Regions from separate parts of the Bombyx mori genome. Here region 2 is linked to region 1. The links are chromatin contacts, called in public Hi-C maps. All regions are on one chromosome and are shown on one strand. The core of a region is the stretch at or near the end of the contact, and the rest is flanking DNA. Distances in the headings are between cores, read along the strand shown.

The links. A called contact is a pair of places that touch in the nucleus more often than the background predicts.
Region 2: a contact with region 1 is called in a Hi-C map of middle silk gland, with 1.6 times the contacts expected there. The contact joins two enhancer-like sites. A contact is called at or near these places in 2 of 7 Hi-C or Micro-C datasets (middle silk gland and midgut).

The regions. Positions count from the first base shown.
Region 1 is chr2:3,740,193-3,746,968 of ASM3026992v2, reverse strand. Hr3 (hormone receptor 3) reads left to right here. Exons shown (of 12, transcript NM_001043547.1): 3 at 1,040-1,153; 4 at 2,548-2,661; 5 at 6,226-6,394. Among protein-coding and RNA genes, the nearest start is that of LOC105842580, 8.1 kb to the right of the region's middle. Within about 2 kb of position 5,423, at least 8 of the 8 cell types and tissues checked have open chromatin away from gene starts, as enhancers often do.
Region 2 is chr2:3,855,245-3,861,200 of ASM3026992v2, reverse strand. It overlaps a transcript of Hr3 not described here. Among protein-coding and RNA genes, the nearest start is that of Hr3, 15 kb to the right of the region's middle. Within about 2 kb of position 4,635, at least 8 of the 8 cell types and tissues checked have open chromatin away from gene starts, as enhancers often do.

The sequences.
Region 1 (6,776 bases), core at 4,174-6,673:
CATTTAATTTCCGCGTATTTCTACCACATCCTCTGCTCTTCATCTCCAAAGATAAAGACTCTCAGTCCGGATAGCACCCTGGAACCATCAATTGTATATTGATATTTTGGGGCCCTAAATTAAAACTACCTTTATAGACAAAAATTGACGGTACACTATTAAAATATCGACGAATAACGCCTTAGCTATTTGTAGCGACAGAGAAAACTGTGGAGTAGGTATCCATTTTAAAAATCTAAAATTATTGAAATGAAAATTTTTATCATTCTTTTTTTTTAATGATTTACTGTAATTACGTTTATGAACTACTATTGCTGATCGATATAATAAAGCGCCGCCTCGCAGATTTTTAAGATGAAATCGTAATTTAAAAAAGTCTCTTGTTATTTATAAATTGGCCTGGAAATACGCTGAAAATACACTCACACCTTCACACCCTCTATGGAGGGTAGATGTAAGGAGCACCATTGTATAGGAGACATGTTGAAAAGTGTCGACCTGCAAACAGCAAGTTTTAATGCCCACTGAGTTTCTCGCCGGATCTTCTCTGTGGGTCTTGCTAGGACCATTGTTAGCAACACTTCGGTTTGAGCCCCGTGAGCTGACCTACATGTTAGGGCGAAGCTGAAATAGCCTCTCAAGGCTATCAGTATAGGTAGGGAAAAAAAAGTTTTAGTTCGAAATGTCGCCGATGTGGCGCTAGTGTAGAAAGTGGAAACGATATGAATATAGCACTTTTAAATTGAGTGAAACGTGGTAGTTTAAGGCACTGTTTTTTAAATTTTTCCACTTGCTAACATGACGCCAAATTAATTGGCTCTCTTTGAGAGGAAAATTTTTAATACACTTACATAGATGGCGCTACTTGCTTACCCTCAATAGTTTTCTCGAACGCGGCAATAGAAATGTCAAAAACAAATTGTTTTTTTTTTAAATCATTTCAAATCCCGACGCGACGGGATCTGTAACCAAAGAGCCATTCGGTAAATTATGTTCATGATGTGACACTTAATTAATGACGTTCTATTATTTGTTACAGCCCAAATCGAGATAATACCGTGCAAGGTATGCGGAGATAAATCGTCGGGGGTGCACTATGGCGTGATCACCTGCGAGGGATGCAAAGGATTCTTCAGACGATCCCAGAGCACAGGTCGGCGTCTTTGACTTTGATAAAAAATCAAATTATGGGTATATATGACCCACCTAATTAAGTTACTGCTTTGTACTGGTGGTAAGACCTCTTATGAGTCCGTACGGGTAGGTACCACCGCCCTGCCTATTTCTGCCGTGAAGCAGTTTAAAGGATAGGCTTTTTGTCAAATCAATTTAGAGTGGCTATAATTCTTATGAGACTCATATTTTGTTACTGTTATCCATCTAATTTACATGTAACCCTCCTTAGATAACACGGTATTTTACAACACGATTCCGGTCTAACACGAAAAGAAAATTTTCCCAAACCTACGTATAACACGGTACTCTACAACGCGATAAGGAGATTTTTGTTTAAAAACCATTTAGTAAATAACATTATGGAATACGAACACACAATATATATGGGACACACAGACCGAAATTTCGCTGCTTATTTTTTATCTATAACTAGCTGACCCGGCAGACTTCGTAGTGCCTCAATCGATAAATAAAAGACCTAAACTTTTGTATAAAATAAACTTAAAACAAACAAAAGGAATCCGTCCGACGGGGGACACATCAAAGGAAAAACAAAATTGTTATTTTTATTTAATTCCGAGCATTTTCATATTCATCTATCTGCCTTTTAAACCTCCTCTGGACTTCCACGAATAATTCAAGACCAAAATTAGCCAAATCGGTCCAGCCGTTCTCGAGTTTTAGCGTGACTAACGAACAGAAATTAATTTTTATATATATAGATAGAAGATAGATAAGTAAAACAATACATACAGGCATAGTTGAGATGTTTCATTCAGAAAAAATACCCTCCTTTTTGTATTGGCTTCTAGTCGCATATAACGCGGTTTCGTACAACGCGGGACTTAATAGGAACGTGTCTACCGCGTTATAGGAAGGTTAACTATACTAGTTATTTATCTAAAGCCTGTCAAATCGGACCATCTCGTTTCACTTCTATACCGCGCTCCGACGAAACCAGTTCACTGGGGAGTGCTCTGAGGAATTGTTCGAGATGATACCGACATCTCGCTTTTATCATCGCACCGCCCGCCACCGGAGTAGAGTTCATCCATACTACCTGGAGCCACTGCGGTCATCCACAGTGCGTTTCCAGAGATCTTTCTTGCCACGCACCATCCGGCTATGGAATGAGCTCCCCTCCACGGTGTTTCCCGAGCGCTATGACATGCCCTTCTTCAAACGGGGCTTGTGGAGAGTATTAAACGGTAGGCAGCGGCTTGGCTCTGCCCCTGGCATTGCTGATGTCCATGAGCGACGGTAACCACTCACCATCGGGTGGGCCGTGTGCTCGTCTGCCTATACGGCAATAAAAAAAAACCTTGGACTTCATCCTTGAAATGTCCTTATTAACTCAGCGGCGTGTTTCAGTGGTGAACTACCAGTGTCCTCGCAACAAGGCCTGCGTCGTGGACAGGGTCAACCGCAACCGATGCCAGTACTGCAGACTACAGAAGTGCCTCAAACTCGGCATGAGTCGTGATGGTGAGTGATAGATCAATCATAAAAAGCTTTGAATTCCTTTATAGTTGTAACGTGTCTTTTTTTTTTATTGCTTAGATGGGTGGACGAGCTCACAGCCCACCTGATGTTAAGTGGTTATCAGCCCATATACATCTACAACGTACTAAAGCAAGCAGCCGCCAGTATCATTCCCGATCCTGCGGACAGAATGGAAAGCAGTCGACGTCGCCCAAAACACGTCATCTCGGATCCTCCCGATCCACTAACGGTGCTTTTAGGTACTTCAAGCGAACCCGTCACTTACGACGAAGGGCTCGACGAGTAAATTAACCCTCAGACACAGCCCACTTGAGTTTCTCGCCGGATCTTCTCAGTGGGTCGCGTTTCCGATCCGGTGGTAGATTCTGCGAAGCACGGCTCTTGCTAGGGTTCGTGTTAGCAACGTCGTCAGGTTTGAGCCCCGTGAGCTCACCTACTAGTTAAGGTTACGCTAAAATAGCCTAGAATAGTAGGAAAAAAAAAATCGCCATTACGATTCTAAGCGACACCTAGTGGTGATTGTGTCGAAGCAAACTTCTTCCCGAGACAACAGTTTCCGCATTCTAGATGACTAATGTATTATACATTACACAGTCTGATTGTTTAACGTAACGACTTTATCAGCGACCGATAAGGGGTCATTCACCCCGGGCCTGTTTCCTACCGCGTTTCGAGAAAACGTTTTGTATTTTCACTTCTTAATTGAGGCCGTCAGTGCAAAAGCGGCCTAAGCTTACCATAGTTGTTATGGAGCAATAAGGTTTAAGTTTGCATGAATTAGAATTTGAGTAGGCCAAAAAAAAAAACAATACGCCCGAAAATAATGTTTACAAAGCCATCTGTTGTCTATGGGCGAAACTATGGATAGGCCGGTTTTGCATCAAAATTGATTATATTTTAAATAGATTGCAATATACATAATTATAAGCATTATTATGAAAAATTGGGGATTAGGCCGCTTTTGCGCTGACGGCCTTAATTGTAACAATTGATTTTTGATTGAAATTTAAAAGAGAAATGAGACCTTGAGATATGAGTTCTAAGGTCTCAGTATAGTTACAACGGCTGCCCCACCCTTCAAACCGGAACGCATTACTACTTCACGGCGGAAATATGTAGGGTGGGGGTACCTATCCGTGCGGACTTACAAGAGGTCCTAACACCAGTAATGACACTTAGAGAACACTTAGAGAACTTATACGTGGTACAATAAAAAAATGCGGGAAAAATAATACATCCAAACATTCCATATTCGAATTTAAATTTCATAACTCAACTTGAGCCGCGAAGAAACAAGCACCGTCAATTCAAAATCAAATTTGGAATTTGTTTTTAATTTTTATTTAGGTACTTATGTGTTTAAAAATTATAATATTTTCAATGATGTTGTCGTTCTGGAACATCTTGTTTTGTAAAAATGAACATAAAAATAAAATTGTTCGATTTTTGAATTTGAAAAATTAATCTCTTAATAAGAATGTACCTCATTAAAAGTGTTTAATTGTATTATGTAGTAGGGCGCGTGCAGCGCATAGCGAGAAGCCGTTCGGGCGTAATATTGCGCAATAGAACGCAAGCAAAATAGTGATGGGACACTGCGATTTATTTATTTATTTTTTATTAAAATAATTTCGTATTCACACTCAGTGCTATTAAAAATGAACAATATCAACATCCGCTCCTGGTTTATATTTGACTGCCTACAACGCGAGTACTAATGTCATATCTTCCAGCATGAGGTCGATTTAACAGAAACAATTTAACTGAAGCGAATCCCAGTTTCTTGAACCGGAGCTCATGATAGGTTTATGGCAGAAATAACTAAGGCTTTGATATAATTGGGACCACGTCAGACACGTACAGACTTAATTCTAATAGTACTTTCTTTGGATGGACCCAACGAAAATTATATGCGAAATATATTAACAAACGTATAAAAGTATCGACGGTATCGATATATGTCCCGGCACTATGATTACACAACACACAGACGACGTAACGCTTATGCATATACCAGTTTTTATATACATAACATATATAACATAACTTGATATTATGTTTGTGTAAGAGAACTTGATTGCAACTAGATTTTTTTTAAGCACACATTACGATGATAATTATTCTATGAACACATTTTTTTATGCATCTCTGTCATAAAAAATATTAATTTCAAACATGAAAGCCATGGAAAAACCGTATCTACTAAATAAATAAATAAAACTATTTTAAATTTTAAATAAAGAACAATGAGTTCTTATTTTATTTAAAATTTAGTACATAGTTGACACGTAACAAAACATAAATATAAATTTCATAAACGTTAGTTATTGTAACAATAAAAAAAAAACGTAAATCATATTTGAAAAAGGAATCGTTTATTTCGAACACAGAAAAACTATTGTTCTTTCAGAATAGTTCATAAATTTTAAAAAAAACATAGAACGCTTTGTTGTAGTACAGGTCCAATCGAACAGATCCATTGTGTAATTAAAACACTTCCATAACAGAGGTCAAATTACATTGGATACGCCACCACATAAAAAGACCTCTCGACACAAACACAGTCATAGGAAATAGAGACCAACGCTAATCGGCGGTTGAGTGAACCTTTTAAATAAAGAATTACATGGACGAAAAATTTAAGCGCACACAACCGATTTTAGTGGTCGTATTCGCGGGCGAGACGTCTCGGAGCGTGAGTTTGTTTTGATTTTGCCGCGTTAACGGGACCGGCGGGTTACGTATCGATACGTCATGTACATGTACGTCAGAGTCGAGTTCGAGAGTTCGTTGTTCCACTAGGCAGTATGCCAACGGCCGAGGCGCGATGTTTCCCGAACGCACACGAGCGCGCGCAGCCAATCAGCGGGCGTCACGCACACAACCACGCTTTGCACACACGCGTCTCAGCTTAGTGTGCGTCGCCGATTGACTTATCATTGAGTTGCAATGGTTATGTATTTATTATTGTATTAAAAATAAAAAAAAACGTGATTACTTGTATGGGAATGCGAAAATCACGCTCATTATGTCACGTGCCGTTTTGCGAAGGCAGCGCTCCGTGCGGCGGGTAGTGTAATTAATCGGGTGACAATATTCGCGCGTTTTGTGATTTTCGTGAATCATTCTACATTCAACTTTCATTGCAACATTTTTGAGTTTAATTTTGCCTGACTGTCCCACGAAGAAGTTTACGTTATGAGGGGTTAAATTTGACTCAGATATTCAATTATTAAAAAAAAAATCAGGTCGTGACCTAATGGATAAGCTGAATATACCAATGTCCAAATACCGCAGCCAGATTTAAAAAAAATATTGTTCAACTTATCAAGACTTAGACACAGCCCATTGAGTTTCTCGCCGGATCTTCTCAGTGGGTCGCGATTCCGATCCGGTGGTAGATTCTGTGACGCACTGCTTTTGTTAGGGCTGGTGTTAGCAAATTCTCTCAGGTTGAGTCCGTGAGCTCATCCGTCCGGGCTTAGCTGGAATAGACCCTTAGGCTACCAACCAATAGGTAGCTAAAACATATCCGTTCTGTTGCAGCCGTCAAATTCGGTCGCATGTCGAAGAAGCAGCGGGAGAAGGTCGAGGACGAGGTCAGATACCACAAGGCGCAGATGCGGGTGCAGGCTGATGCGGCGCCGGACTCCGTGTACGACGCCCAGCAGCAGACGCCCAGCTCGAGCGACCAGTTCCACGGGCATTATAACAGGTGAGGCCTTAGAACTTATGTCTCAAGGTGGGTGGCGCATTTACGTTGTAGATGTCTATGGGCTCCAGTAACCACTTAAAACCACGTGGGCTGTGAGCTCGTCCACCCATCTAAGCGATAAAAAAAAACGTCGCGCCTAGGGTCGATTCCCGCATCGGTACAAACGTTTAAGAGTTTTTTAAGTTTCTCGATAGCGTAAAAGTTAACGCGTTGCCTACGTTTGCCGCTAGGGGCGCTGTTTCAGCTGCATACAAATTTAAGTTAACTTTTACGCTATCGAGAACGTTAAGGACTCGCACTGAACACACAGGTTTGTTTGCTCTTTACGCATATTAGTATGTATCTCAGTCTCTAGTACCCGTGATGACTATGCGTGATTTGT
Region 2 (5,956 bases), core at 3,386-5,885, 120 kb before region 1:
TAGTCTCGCTAAAACTCGAGAACGGCTGGAGCGATTTGGCTAATTTTGGTCTTGAATTATTTGTGGAGGTCCAGAGAAGGTTTAAAATGTAGATAAATATGAAAATCCTCGGAATTAAATAAAAACAACAATTTTGTTTTTCCTTTGATGTGTCCCCCGTCGGACAGATTCCTTATGTTTGTTTTAAGTTTATTTTATACAAAAGTTTAGGTCTTTTATTTATCGATTGAGGCACTACGAAGTCTGCCGGGTCAGCTTGTTAAGATTAAGAAACGTATTTATTATTTTTGTTATACATAAGTATATTTTTTTTCGACTATAACAAAAACTATAGTTTACCTGTTGAGAAATAGGTGATTTTATGAGGACAATACGTAAGTTCCTTTCCTTTGATTGCGCTAATTGAATAGGCACGTGGCTACCTGGTGTGAAGCTATGACGCCTCTCACCTTAAGACAGGGCTAAGAGAAAAATAGTATTGATCGTATCTTAGTATTGATCGTAGTATTCGTGGGTCGTAGTTACCATTAGAGAGTGGGAGAGAGAGAGAGAGAGAGAGAGAGAGAGAGAGAGAGAGAGAGAGAGGGAGAGAGAGAGCTAACATAATTGCACACTAACAATGAATACTGGGAAAACAGTCAACAACCAGAGGTATATTTCGACAACAGGCAATCCTATCGCATCTCTGAATAGGAAAAAAGATACAGCCGATATGCTGTGGTGCACAATTATTTACGGGTGATGTGTTGATGTCATTCCTACTTATGCTGCTAGCCTCGAGGGGTTATACCAGCATAACCGGGTGAGTAGTTGAGCTCACGGGGCTCTAACCTGAGAACATTGCTAATACTAGCCCTAGCAAGAGCCGTGCTTCGCAGAATCTACCACCAGATCAGAAACGCGACCTACTGAGAAGATCCGGCGAGAAACTCAGTGGGCTGTGTCTGAGGGACTTATTTACAATATTCAGCATGATCTATCGAAATGGATTAAAAGTTTACGTGTTATAATACTAAGTAATTAAAAATACTACGGTTTTTTTTATTGCTTAGATGGGTGGACGAGTTCACAGCCCACCTGGTGTTAAGTGGTTACTGGAGCCCATAGACATCTACAAAGTAAATGCGCCATCCACCTTGAGATATACGTTCTAAGGTCTCAGTATAGTTACAACGGCTGCCCCACCCTTCAAATCGAAACCCATTACTGCTTCACCGCAAAAATAGGCAGGGTGGTGGTACCTACCCGTGCGGACTCACAAGAGGTCCTACCACCAATATAAAAATATCATAATTTATAAAATTGACAAAGATATCAATTGTTTATTTTATAAACGAAATACTTAAACATTTTATTAGGAATAGGTTGAACCTTATACCTATTAAAGCAGGCTCTACATCTTACATATCTACATATTAAATACTAAATTAATAATATTAAATAATAAATAATACAAATTATAATTTAATAACTAAAATATATTATTAAAAGGAATCCCTTTAGGCAAGGTTCCGAAGATACTGGCACCGTTCCCCCTTTGAATATATATTTTTTTTTATTGCTTAGATGGGTTGACGAGCTCACAGCCTACCTGGTGTTAAGTGGTTACTGGAGCCCATAGACATCCACAACGTAAATGCGCCACCCACCTTGAGATATAAGTTCTAAGGTCTCAAGTAAGTTACAACGGCTGTCCCACCCTTCAAACCGAAACGCATTACTGCTTCACGGCAGAAATAGGCAGGGTGGTGGTACCCACCCGCGCGTACTCACAGCAGGTCCTAACACCCGTAAATAGCTAGACTAATTCTTTGTCCAAGGTTATAAATCCAAGATATCAATTGTCTTTATTCTCATCACGTTATTACCGATATTTCCAATACTTTTCACTTTCCGTTATCGTTGACAACCGAAATAATTTAATTACAATGAAAAACGTGAGATAGAACCGTAAGCTTAGTTTTAATTGTTAATTACATTTTAATAAGTCAACTAAATAAGCGAAAGGCGAAAAAGTAATCAGCTTTTAGCCTGTATATATATCTCTGTCCACCTGTGAGCTCTAGAATTTGAAGAACTATAGGTAAGATACCATTTATTTGGGGGAAAAGTTTAAAAGCAAATCCCAAGCTCAAAAACCCACTAAAATCGCCCAATTGAAGCAAATGCGATAGGAATGTTTCTGTTGTAAGCGAAGTGTGACTTGAAAAATTATAAAAACATGAATTTTTGGCACTACCATTATCATCACACCTTTAGCTACAGTGGCGCCATCTAATTTCCCCTTTCGACGCATTCTTCATTCGCTTACAGCGTACGCCACATCCCTACACTCCAAACTCCCAAGAGATGTTACCATTGTTTCTCATCATTTCCACCGTCCAGTTATTGTTGCAAACACAAAGATTATTAGGTACCCACTTTATTTACCACGCATTTTCACTGTTATGTATTTTAATACTCACAGCATTGTGGTTAGCGTGGTATAGTGCCACCATATCTCTATCTGCGATTGACATGGACGCAGAAATTAATTGAAGAAGTGTTATCTTAGTGCACTTCGAACGCCAATGGCGATTGACTGATGTATTGCGAGTGTGCACGGCGCAAGTTTTACCGTCTTGCCTATTGCCTTGATATGTCGCGAAGTCGTGCGGTCTGGTTTGAAGGGCGGACAACCGCTATTGAGACTGATCTTCATCCCTCAAGGCGGTATAGGCAGCAGAAATGGACAGGATGCTGGTAGCAATCCGTGCGTGACCACAATACGTCTGTTAATCAGCTGGCGAGATCACCCGGTTAGCGACAGTCAGAGACGTATGGAACAACTTCATAAAGCAATCTAAAAATCCACGCGTGGCAGGTACATCCGAAGCCTGTGGTTTGTTTTATATCCGGCCGTGTCAGGGCTGCTTTATTGATCCGGTTCACCGTTACAACGCCGAGCCGGTACAAGTTATAACCGGTAATACGGGAACGCCGGTTTCGCGCGAGAATATCCCGTGGTTATTCATTGGGATGTCGTTCGTTTTACGAGAGGCGGTTTTCTCTCTGGACTCTACTATATAGTGGCCATTAGTATATTTAAGGATAATAGATATAGTACACATGTGACTAGGAGATGTATGGAAATGGTAGTGCAAGGTAGAAGGGGAAGAGGTCGACCGAAGAAGACATGGATGGAGTGTGTGAATGACGATATGAGAGAGAGAGAGAGGAGTGAGTGTTGAAATGATGGCTGATAGAAGAGAATGGAAGAGAAAAATTAGCTGTGCCGACCCCACCTAGTGGGATAAGGTGGAGAAAAAGAAGAAGATATAGTAAACATGGCTGTGTAGGATCAGCCTAGGATGACACCACCCCATCAACTTCTGTGGACACTAGAAATCCATCCTTCCGACCCAGTAACACTCATGAGAGGCCTGTAACTCTAGCATAAGTAGCACGGAACTCTAATAACCGTGAAACCTAATCCACACATCAGCGTGCTGAGTTTTTGGCGGGATTTTCTCAGCTGATCGCGGTTTGAGCTGGTGTAGAAAGTCTATCGAGCAATAAGCTGTCTTCCCACTAACCCAACTAACCAATAAAAAGTGTAAGTCATTTATGTAATTTATGTAATCTGCCTACAAAGGCAATAAAAAAAAAATGTAATTACAAATACTAGTGGGACCACTAGCAGTAGTCGAAATTCGACTATAATTAATTGGAATTGTAAGCTTGTACACCATTATGATTGTATTTTATACTTCTATAATCACAAATTTCGCCTAGACTACACTATAAAAAATATTAACATAGGCAAACAATATTTAATCTATTCTCAATTTGACAACAGACGTCAAGAACAAAAGTTTGACAATAAATAGTATGCATGCGTGTGTGCGTCAAATACATGGTATGTAGTGTGTGTAATGTTTTCTTTATTGATTTAATGTATCTTTTATGCATTATTTTAAAAAAATATTAGCATTGTGCACTCCTTCTCTATATTTTCTATAAGCGTGGAAAATTTCATACTCCTCCGTCCGCGAAAATTTCGTAAAAAGGATACAAAGTTTTTGCTTCACGTATTAATATATAGATAAAAATGAATTGCTGTTCGTTAGTCTCGCTAAAACTCGAGAACGGCTGGACCGATTTGGCTAATTTTGGTCTTGAATTATTTCTAGAAGTCCAGAGAAGGTTTAAAAGGTAGATAAATATGAAAATGCTCGGAATTAAACAAAAATATCAATTTAGTTTTTCCTTTTATGTGTCCCCCGTCGGACGGATTCCTTTTGTTTGTTAAGTATGTAAAATAAACTGAATATTTTATACAAAGGCTTAGGTCTTTTATTTATCGATTGAGGCAGTACGAAGTTTGCCGGATCAGCTAGAAGTATATTAAAAATCATAAACCCTGCATTAAACCGTAAAAATACTGTTGCTATTTTCAATAATAGCAATAAATCAATTTTAAAATTTAATCATTATATATTATAGCTATAAATAATTTTAAGCATCTAAAACAAATTGAAGTGTGTCACGAGTTAAGATACCGTAATAATTGATTGGTGTTCATTCAAGTTTACACGAGGTGCATTACGGTAAACATCCGCCATCTATCGTCGAGTAGCATTCCACTACGGCACAGTTTCTAAACCAGTCGCAACGGTAACTAAGCCCTTCACTACAATTCAGTAATGGAACGCCCGGAGATGTCTAATTATTCCAATTAAATGATACAGTATAATTACAGTGCCATTTGATGTCGTAAATCTGAGTTTCTTTTGCGTCGCAATGAATACCTAAATCAGTCTAGGAACTATTATCATATCACACAATAAAATACAAAACGTCTAAAATAGATAGGTTTTATCAGTGCGACCTACTTTCTAGAATGACTAATCAAACGTACTTAAAGTGGATCGAAACAATGATTTAAGTTCGAAAATATTATTCTAAAGACGCAATACGGTTATTACAAAGAAATAATACAAAAAAAAACATCGGCGAGAAATAACGTTAGACTGTAAAATGTCGCATAGCAGCGCCATCTATTATGGAGTAGCGACAGTGTTTTTTTGCTATTTACCGTTGCTCACCGCTACTGACACACTTTCGACTCAGCTGATGCCGTGTCATATTTGTATGTGTGCGTGTGTGTTAGCAGAGGCAATCGTTCCGTTAGCTTTTGGGCACTCCGAGACCAGTTCCTGAGTGACTTAACTTGTTTTTTATTTGTACTAGGTCTTTGACTCTTCGTTTTCTTGTAGGAAACGTTGTCTAGTGGATTTTGCTGCTAATGGATTATTATTGGTGACTCTAACCACTCCGCTGATTATTTGAAACGGACTCGGGTTTTTGACGTCATTTAAGTAGATTTTTAGTTAAACTAATATGGCGGCGCGATGTTGAAATAAAATAAATAATAGTTTAAAAAAACTAACAAAATACGCTTTTATAGAAAATCCAACTAAAAAATAGAATTTTAATAAATTTGAATTAAAATTTTATTGTACCATGCACCCCAAGGTTTTTTTACAATAAAAACATTTTTTCTTATACTATTTTTAATTCAATTTTATTTAAATACTATTTTTATCAATTCTATTTTAGCACTAGTTGACCCGGCAGACTTTGTGGTGCTCAATCGATAAATAAAAGACCCAAACTTTTGTATAAAATAAACTTAAAACAAACAAAATCAAAGGAAAAACAAAATTGTGATTTTTATTTAATTCCGAGCATTTTCATATTTATCTACCTTTTAAACCTTCTCTGGACTTCCACAAATAATTCAAGACCAAAATTAGCCAAATCGGTCCAGCCGTTCACGAGTTTCAGCGAGAGTAATGAACAGCAATTCATTTTTATATATATATATATATTTATAGAAGAGTTTTTTTTTATTTTACATTTTGAATTAATTCAACAACTTCGCAGAAGGGTTTATTGTGCATAATAAATTTTT